Linked DNA regions of Mus musculus: region 1 is linked to region 2. A link is a contact called in public promoter capture Hi-C data. All regions are on one chromosome and are shown on one strand. The core of a region is the stretch at or near the end of the contact, and the rest is flanking DNA. Distances in the headings are between cores, read along the strand shown.

The links. Promoter capture Hi-C pulls out the DNA fragments that hold promoters and counts their contacts.
Region 1: a promoter capture Hi-C map of cranial neural crest shows a contact between it and region 2. The contact joins two enhancer-like sites. A contact is called at or near these places in 4 of 39 promoter capture datasets (cranial neural crest, hippocampal neurons, liver and 1 more).

What each region holds. Positions count from the first base shown.
Region 1 is chr10:92,737,839-92,741,814 of GRCm38.p6, forward strand. No RefSeq gene overlaps it. Among named protein-coding and RNA genes, the nearest start is that of Nedd1, 17 kb to the left of the region's middle. Within about 2 kb of position 1,948, at least 4 of the 459 cell types and tissues checked have an H3K27ac peak or open chromatin away from gene starts, as enhancers often do.
Region 2 is chr10:91,227,667-91,231,553 of GRCm38.p6, forward strand. No RefSeq gene overlaps it. Among named protein-coding and RNA genes, the nearest start is that of 4930534H03Rik, 9.0 kb to the left of the region's middle. Within about 2 kb of position 1,950, at least 128 of the 459 cell types and tissues checked have an H3K27ac peak or open chromatin away from gene starts, as enhancers often do.

The sequences.
Region 1 (3,976 bases), core at 698-3,197, 1.5 Mb after region 2:
CCCTTAAAAAATGCATAGAAGTTTAGCCTTTCAAGCCTGGAAGCAAATTCAGAAGAAAAAAAGAATCTGTCTTATGTAATAGCATCTCTGCTAGGATAAATGCAAGTCTCTCAAACCTGAGAACCCCAAAACATCCTCCTGTTTGTTCATTAACCTGTTCCCTCCACAGTCCTATCTCCTACCAAAGAATGGTTGCATTGTCATAAAGAAAAGAAAGCTAACCTTATGTGTAACTTAACATACCACCTAAGCCAGAAGCTGGGGAGTTAAGAATGAGCTAGCTGATCAGTATCTGAAGTCCCTGCCTGTAGTTCATCCTATTGAGCAAACTAAAGCTTGGTTTTGTGACTCTCTCTGAGCATCAGAGCTTGGTGTTTAGGTAGCCTAGAATAAATACCCAGAGCACTTGGGTGTGGTAGCACAATTCTGTCCATTGTATTAAAGTTTCCTCAGTTCCTACATATTGCTTGTTCTGTGTTGCTGTCTTCAGTCTTCCTAGTGTCAATGCTAACGGTTGCCCTGTGAGAAAGCCATTAAACCTGGTTTTTGTTTGTTTGTTTGTTTGTTTGTTTGTTTGTTTAATATTCTAAGCCTGACATCCCACAAGCACCTCTGACCCATAAAGGTTTCAATGATGTTTGTTCCTGACATCAAGTCTATTTTTCCTACCGCATCTTTCTGTATTCTGCACCTCAGCCAGCTGGCCCATCAACTACCCATAGGACCAAGCTCTCCTGTTTCCTTTCATATTCTAGCCTTCACTAGATCATACAGGTTTGTTTTCAATATCTAACTTTCCTTCAGTCCATCTGCTACTTATTGCCTTAACACATCTCCCACAGTTGAAGTGATAATGTATGAATCATCTTGCCTTTAGGTCTTTTCTTTTCCACTACATGCTCTGTGCTTCTGCCTGCCTGACCATCCTATGAAACAAGCATATTCACACCCATTCTTGTTTGAACATACTTTGGTGTCCCCCTGTCACTTTTAGTACAAACTTCCACACAGCCATTTATTCAACCGTTAAATATTTACTTCTGGTACTCCACGAGCTTGTAGCAGCTGTCATTGAAGCTGACAACAAAAGAAAAAATGTTTCCAGAGGCAGGCAACAGAGTCAGAGACACCCCTGCGCCCATTCCAATTGTTAGGAGACCCTTGTGGAGACCAAACTGAACATCTGCTACAAATGGGTAAGCCTAGGTCCAGTCCGTGCATGCTCTTTGGTTGGTGGCTTAGTCTCTGTAAGCCTCCATGGTCCAGGTTAGTTGATGTGCCAGGGCAGATTGGTATCCATGGGGAGGGGAGCTTTCCATTCTCTGGAGAGAAGGGGAAGGGGTAAGAGGGAAAAGGGGTGGGACTGGAAGGAGAGGAAGGAAGGGGATCATCAATCAATCATTGGGGGTAAAGTGGATGGATGGAAAGATAGATAGGTAGGTAGATAGATAGATAGATAGATAGATAGATAGATAGATAGATAGATAGATGATAAATTGCTCTTTTCTTTTTTTCCCTAAGGAAGTTCCCAGTTTTTCTTGGGTGAGCATACATTTCAAGTTTCTTGAACAAAATTATGAAACAACTGAATGCACTTTTCAAATCCCATGGCAGAACAGCTCGAATAGATGATCTGAGAGGCTCCAGCCTGGGATTTTGCCTGCTTCAGACTGCTCATTCTTACTTGTGTTTGCTGTGTTTGCACAGAGATGAAACTCTTCAAACGATGAAAGAAAGATTCTACCTGGAAAGTGACATCTTTGCATTTCTTGTAGCTACTGACTGAAGTGAACACTCCAGGAGGTTACTCTTAGTAGCTCTGAACTCCTCCATCTTGATGGAGAAGGCTATGTACTGGGGAGGATCACCTGTGGGTCAGACAGCAGTCCTGTGGCTTCTAAGCACAAAGAAAGGCGTTGTGTGCCACTTACTTCATATAATATCCCGAAGCTTTGAACATGACATTATGAAGTTAGAGTACTTAATTGGTTCCATGCACGCTTCCTCTCCACCCCTGGGTGCATTAGGCATGTTTAATGTGCGCGGCTTGATTTTGTATAGAAACAACTCATTTTAAACTTGAGGAAAAACCCAGGCACTATATCAGAAGACATTATCTTTCGCCTGATGACGGAAAGGCTACTTTCCTTCTAATTTCTATGAATCTAGTCACATCTTCTGTGAAGGACAGAGATGCTTTCTGAGATGTTATTTTGACACCTGGAAGTTTTTTTCTCTAGTTCATCTGGCTTTCATCAAGGATTTCATCTGCAGGGGAAGGGGAGGTGACTGGAACAAAATGTTCTTTAAGCCTGGCTGTACTGGTCCAGGGGTAACTCTCGATGCAGAAAGAGTTATGCTAGCAGATTGTTGAAACAGACAAAAAAGGTTGCTTGATAGTTATTCCCCTGCCCTGCTGAATTACAGGCCATAAAGGGCATCTTGGGCACTATTAAAAATGCTGTTTCGGGCTCGTGAGATGGCTCAGCGGGTAAGAGCACCCGACTGCTCTTCTGAAGGTCTTGAGTTCAAGTCCCAGCAACCACATGGTGGCTCACAACCATCCTTAAGGAGATCTGACTGGTGTGTCTGAAGACAGCTGTGTCTGAAGACAGCTGCAGTGTACTTACATATAATAAATAAATAAATAAATATTTTAAAAAATGTTGTTTCTTGTATGCTAGGAATTTGTTCAGTAGGTGTATTATTTCAATGCATTACAAAATAACAGAATTAGAAACCCTGTCTCCCAGCTTAAATAAATACACAATGCAAGTATGCCTACATTATTCATACAAGTATGACTACACACATGCACAATTTTCCTTCTTGAAAAGGTGTTGGTTTTGTTTTGTTTTTGTTTGTTTGTTTGTTTCTGTTGTTTGTTAGAAATATCTTTCCTATTAAACATTAAAATCTATTTCTTTAATTCAAATTCTTGTTGGCAAGACTGTTAAGTCTTTTTCAGCACTCACTATATCAGAGCTAACACGCAGAAGATACTTCATAGGCATGGACTGAATGAATGAGTGAGCTAGAAGATGAATAAATGATACAACTAAAGAAAACAGGAACAGATGGCTCAAAGTAGGACTATAATAAATCATAACCCTCTATTTTGTACCTAATGGCCAGGTTTTATGGGCAGCTTGTATCTCATAATCATAGTAAGGGCTAAATACAATGTTCGACCAAGCAAACCAGGCTGTTCCTTGGTATTGCCAAGTATGTCCCAGGAAGAGAGAGCAAGGTCTCCTTTACTTGGAGATGGTCTTTGAAGTGTTGGAATTAGAGTACTGTAGAGTAAGACCAGAGCTGTCTTCCCGTTGGGTGTTTGTTTTGTTCTGTGGCGGGTGTTTGTTTTTTGGTTCTTGTTAAAGACTAAATAGTAGATGTTGAATGGCTGTTAGGTTGTAGAAGCATATTTAGCCCTGTGGTTCTGGAGGCTTGAAGGTTATGGTTCATGTGTCTTACAGCATATCTGGGAAGAACCTTCTACACACATCATGATGTGGCAAAAACATCTGTCTCATGGTAAGACAGAACAAATGAGTAAGAGAGCTTAGGACTGAAGTACAAGGTGTAATGAACCATCTGCCCTCCATGATGTAAACCAGTGCTTCTCAACCTATAGTGTAACCCCTAGGGCGGAGGGGTTCCAAAACACTTTCATAGGCCTTGCCTAAGACCATCTGCATATCAGGTATTTACATTATGATTCATAGAGGTAGCAGAATTACAGTTATGAGGTAATAACAAAAATAATTTTATGATTGGAGGTCACCGCAATGTGAGGAACTGTACTAAGGGGTTATAGCATTGTGAAGGTTGAGAACCACTCTTATAAACTTTCACTGTGTTGTGAGAAGAGTCAGAGAAAGCTGAGGCACCCAAGAGAATATGTACAGTTTGGCCTGTTTAAGTTTTCTTCCAGTTTTAATTGTAATAAAACTTTATGCTTAGACTCTTGAAGAAT
Region 2 (3,887 bases), core at 700-3,199:
TAGGGGCTGAATCCAGAGAGCGTTATTGCTTCCTTGGGCCTAGTACCCTCAAACCACCCAACAAAGGTTCAAAGCCTATGTTAGCCACAGTTCCATGGTGCTTTCTGTCTCATTGTGATTGGTAACGTGTCTGACACGTAACACTGTTCTTTGTGAGCAGTGGGAAGAGTGTAGGGCACTAAGTATTTGGAAAATTCCAATAAGGATAATCTTTCTTTAGGATAAATGGCAATAGGGGCATGAAGCAAAACAAGGGCTAGGGGAAAATATACTGCTGAATAAGGAAAAAGAAATTTTACTCCTAGACTTGGGCAAGGCCACCAGTTTCATATTTTTTTTTATAATTTCTGTTTATGTATCATTTGTCTCAGAGTTACAGGGGAACTAAAATTAGAGAATTAAGATCCTAATTGGAAGGATTAAAGAGCCACACTGGATTGATTTCTGTTTCTCACTGTTGCAGCCTCCTGACACGGTGATTAGAATTTTATCCCTTGGCCAGCCTCACACTAGTTTTGCATGCCCACTGTCCAGAACTTCCAATCTTTCGACCCCCTTGCTGATGCAACTAAGGGCAATGACTTACTCCCCGCAGGGACTGAGGACTACATTCATATAAGAATCCAGCAGCGGGACGGCAGGCAGACCCTGATCGCTGTGCAGGGTGTTGCGGACAGTTATGACAAAAAGAAACTTGTGAAAGCTTTCAGGAAGAAACCTGCCTGTAATGGACGTGTGATTGACCATCCCAAGTACAGAGAGGTTACTCAGCTTCAAGGTGACCAAAGGAAGAGCGTTTGCCAGTTTCTTTTGGAGGCTGGCATCACCAAGGCGGTTCACGGATTCCACGATGAACCCAAACATATGGCGAGTTTCTTAAATGGTTTTGTTCTCTAACCCAGTTTGGCTGCCACGGGAGATGATTCTTTACAGCAAATGACAGCCAAGGTGGTGCATTCAAGTGAGACTAGCTTTAGAACCAAGTCACCTGGGGCATGGGACCTCTCTTTTGCTGCTGTAGGTGCAAAAAGCAGCAAAGGCAAATCAGGAGGAGACTTTCTGGAAGAGACTTTCTTGCTGAGCAGTCAGCTTCCTGATGGGGCCCGCACCTGGCTAGGCAGGTAACCTCCTGATTCTGTGGTGGCAGGGACAGTGGCTTCACCAACTGCGTGGTTCTTGCCTGAGCCCTGGGAATTTGTTCACAGGAGCTCAGACTCCAGCAGTCCTACAGAAGCTTGATGTGGCATACAAATGGATTTAAACACTTCAAGTAGCCTCCGCGAAAGGAGAATTAAGACACAGATCACATTTTATTAATTATTAATTAATTAACTATTGGTTCCTGAAGACAGGCTTTCTCTGTGTAGCCCTGGCTGTCCTGGAAGTCACTTTGTAGACCAGGCTGGCTTTGAACTCAGAGGTCTGTCTGCCTCTGCTGCCACCCTCCTTCCAATGCTGGGATTAAAGGTGTGTGCCACCACCACCAGAGTCCTCTTTGTTTCCTTTGAGAGCCAGCTCAGCCATGAGACCCAGACTGGTCCTGAGTTTTTCTTGCTTCTGTCTTCTAGGTTCTGGAATTATAGCATCGCTTTTCTTCATATGGGTGTCTACTTGTTTTCTGGACTTATAGTTTGCAGGACCTCGGTGAAGGCAATTAAAGAGCCATCTGTGTGCTTTCTCTTTAATTTCCTGGTTCCTTCCTGCGGCCCCCCTCCCCCCAGTTCATACCTCATAAGCTCCTCCCTCTTAAGGAAAATTTCAGTGTAATATACAAAATGTTGATCGCAAGTCTTAAACTAGCAGCTTGGCATTCCTGTTCTGCAGTCATTCTGACACATCACAGGTTTAGTCTGGGAGCTGTGGGTCGCTTCTCATGCACTGAGTAGAGAGGCAAGGCTTCTCCAGCATGCAGCCTCACAGATGCAGTCAGCCTGCAGTAATCACTAGCTGCTGTTTCCAGCCCCCTTTCCTGAGCGAGGGAGCCCCACTCTATTTTCCAGGTCTCAACCCACAAGCCCGATCCCCTGTGGGGGGTATTGCTCTTCTTGTTGCTATGGAGACAGCGCATGAGATGGCCCTGCTGTTTGTTTATATCCAGTATTTATCCTGCTCAGAAGCTTCCTCCAACTAGCCAGTGTTTATGCTACTTGTTAGTGATGCTCCTTGCATCAGCCCTGCCTATTAACATCCCGGAAGTTGCCTTCCTGCCGCCTCAAGCCACTTCTGACCTGAAACCCAGTAGCTTAGTTGTCTCAACCGCATTACTTCTCTGCATTTTATTTCCAGTTGAGCTATTTTGTTCTTCTGTAATTTTTCTTTCACGTGTATGAGTAGGTGAGGACCTCAACTTACGTACTGGCAAATCAGGGCTGAAGATGTTAGCTCAGTTGAGAGAGCACTTGGTTAACATGTATAAAGCCCCGGGTTTCGTTCTTGGCACCACACGGATTCCAGTGTGATGGCGCGCATCTGTGATCATAATCCCCGAATCTCTCTCAGGATCAGAGATGGAAAGGTGAACATCACACCATACCACACCAGCGACTGGGGAAAGTAGAAGGTTAAAGGAAGGGAATGTTGAAACTTTTTTTTTTTAAGATTTATTTATTTTATGAGTGTGAGTACACTATCTTCAGACACACCAGAAGAGAGTGTCAGATCCCATTAGAGATAGTTGTGAGCCACCAAGTGATTGCTGGGAATTGAACCCAAGACCTCTGGAAGAGCAGTCAGTGCTCTTAACCTCTGAGCCGTCTCTCCAGCCGTGAGAGAGGAGAATTTTTTTTTTAAAGAAGAAAACATTTAAACAATGTATGGTTTAAAGTAGAAAATTAAAAGTGCAGTTATAGACCCCATGAGAACATGGAAAACGGAACACTGTGAAGGCTGAGGCTAAAGCTGTTCCAGCAGAGCGCTGATAACCTCAGGGGACACCATTACTCACCAAGCAAGCATTCAGCCAAAGGAAAACAAAAGAGTTGACCAGTGTAGTAAGAGCAAAGCAGTACAAATCTTTGAATTGAAGTAAAGAAACACTTGGGACAGGAGAGATGGCTCAGTGGCTAAGAGCACTGGCTGTTCTTCCAGAGGACCTGAGTTCAATTCCCAGGACCCAGATGTATGCTAACAACTACCTGTAACTCCAGTTCCAAAGGATTTGACACCCTTTTCTGGACTCTGTTAGTACCAAGCATATATGTGGTGTACGTTCATGCCTCGCAGGCCAAATTTCTCTGCAAATAAACTAAGTAAACCCTTTTATAAAAAAGGAAAGAAAATTAGAAGCACTGTAGATATATATTTCAGTAGATGACTCGCCAAAAAACAAAACAAAACAAGCCCCAAACCAAAAAGAACAACAACAAAACAAAACAAAAAACCAAAACAATGTCCCCCCTACCCTCTTTCAGGGAAGTCTTTAGGAAGTTGAAAAAAAAAAGGAGAACAAAAAAATTATAATTACAGACCCAGAAATTATTAAGCTTTTCTAAGGAAGTTCTTTTCTGTGAGTGGAATTACTGAAGTTTATCAGGCAGGATGATGGGAAGTCTGGGATTCGTTAAAGATTACAGTGTTCTAGTTTAAAAGAGCGATTGGGGAATGGGTGACAAATATCGACAAACATGTTGATTACTGCTGAAGCTGGGTAATGCGTTCTTGGGGATCCATTATGCTGCATGTCTGTCCTTATGTGTCCTTAAGCTTTTCCATAATTAAAAGTTGAAACATTCAGAAAAGGGTGTCATGCTTGGCTCTGTGCTAGCACATCTGAAAATCTCCTTCACAAAATGGATGGTTTTCTGAAAAGACTCAGTATAAAATCTGATTCAAGATGGGAGCAACCTGGGGCTCTCTGGGTTTGGAGAGCTTGTATTGTTGTGGGTCCT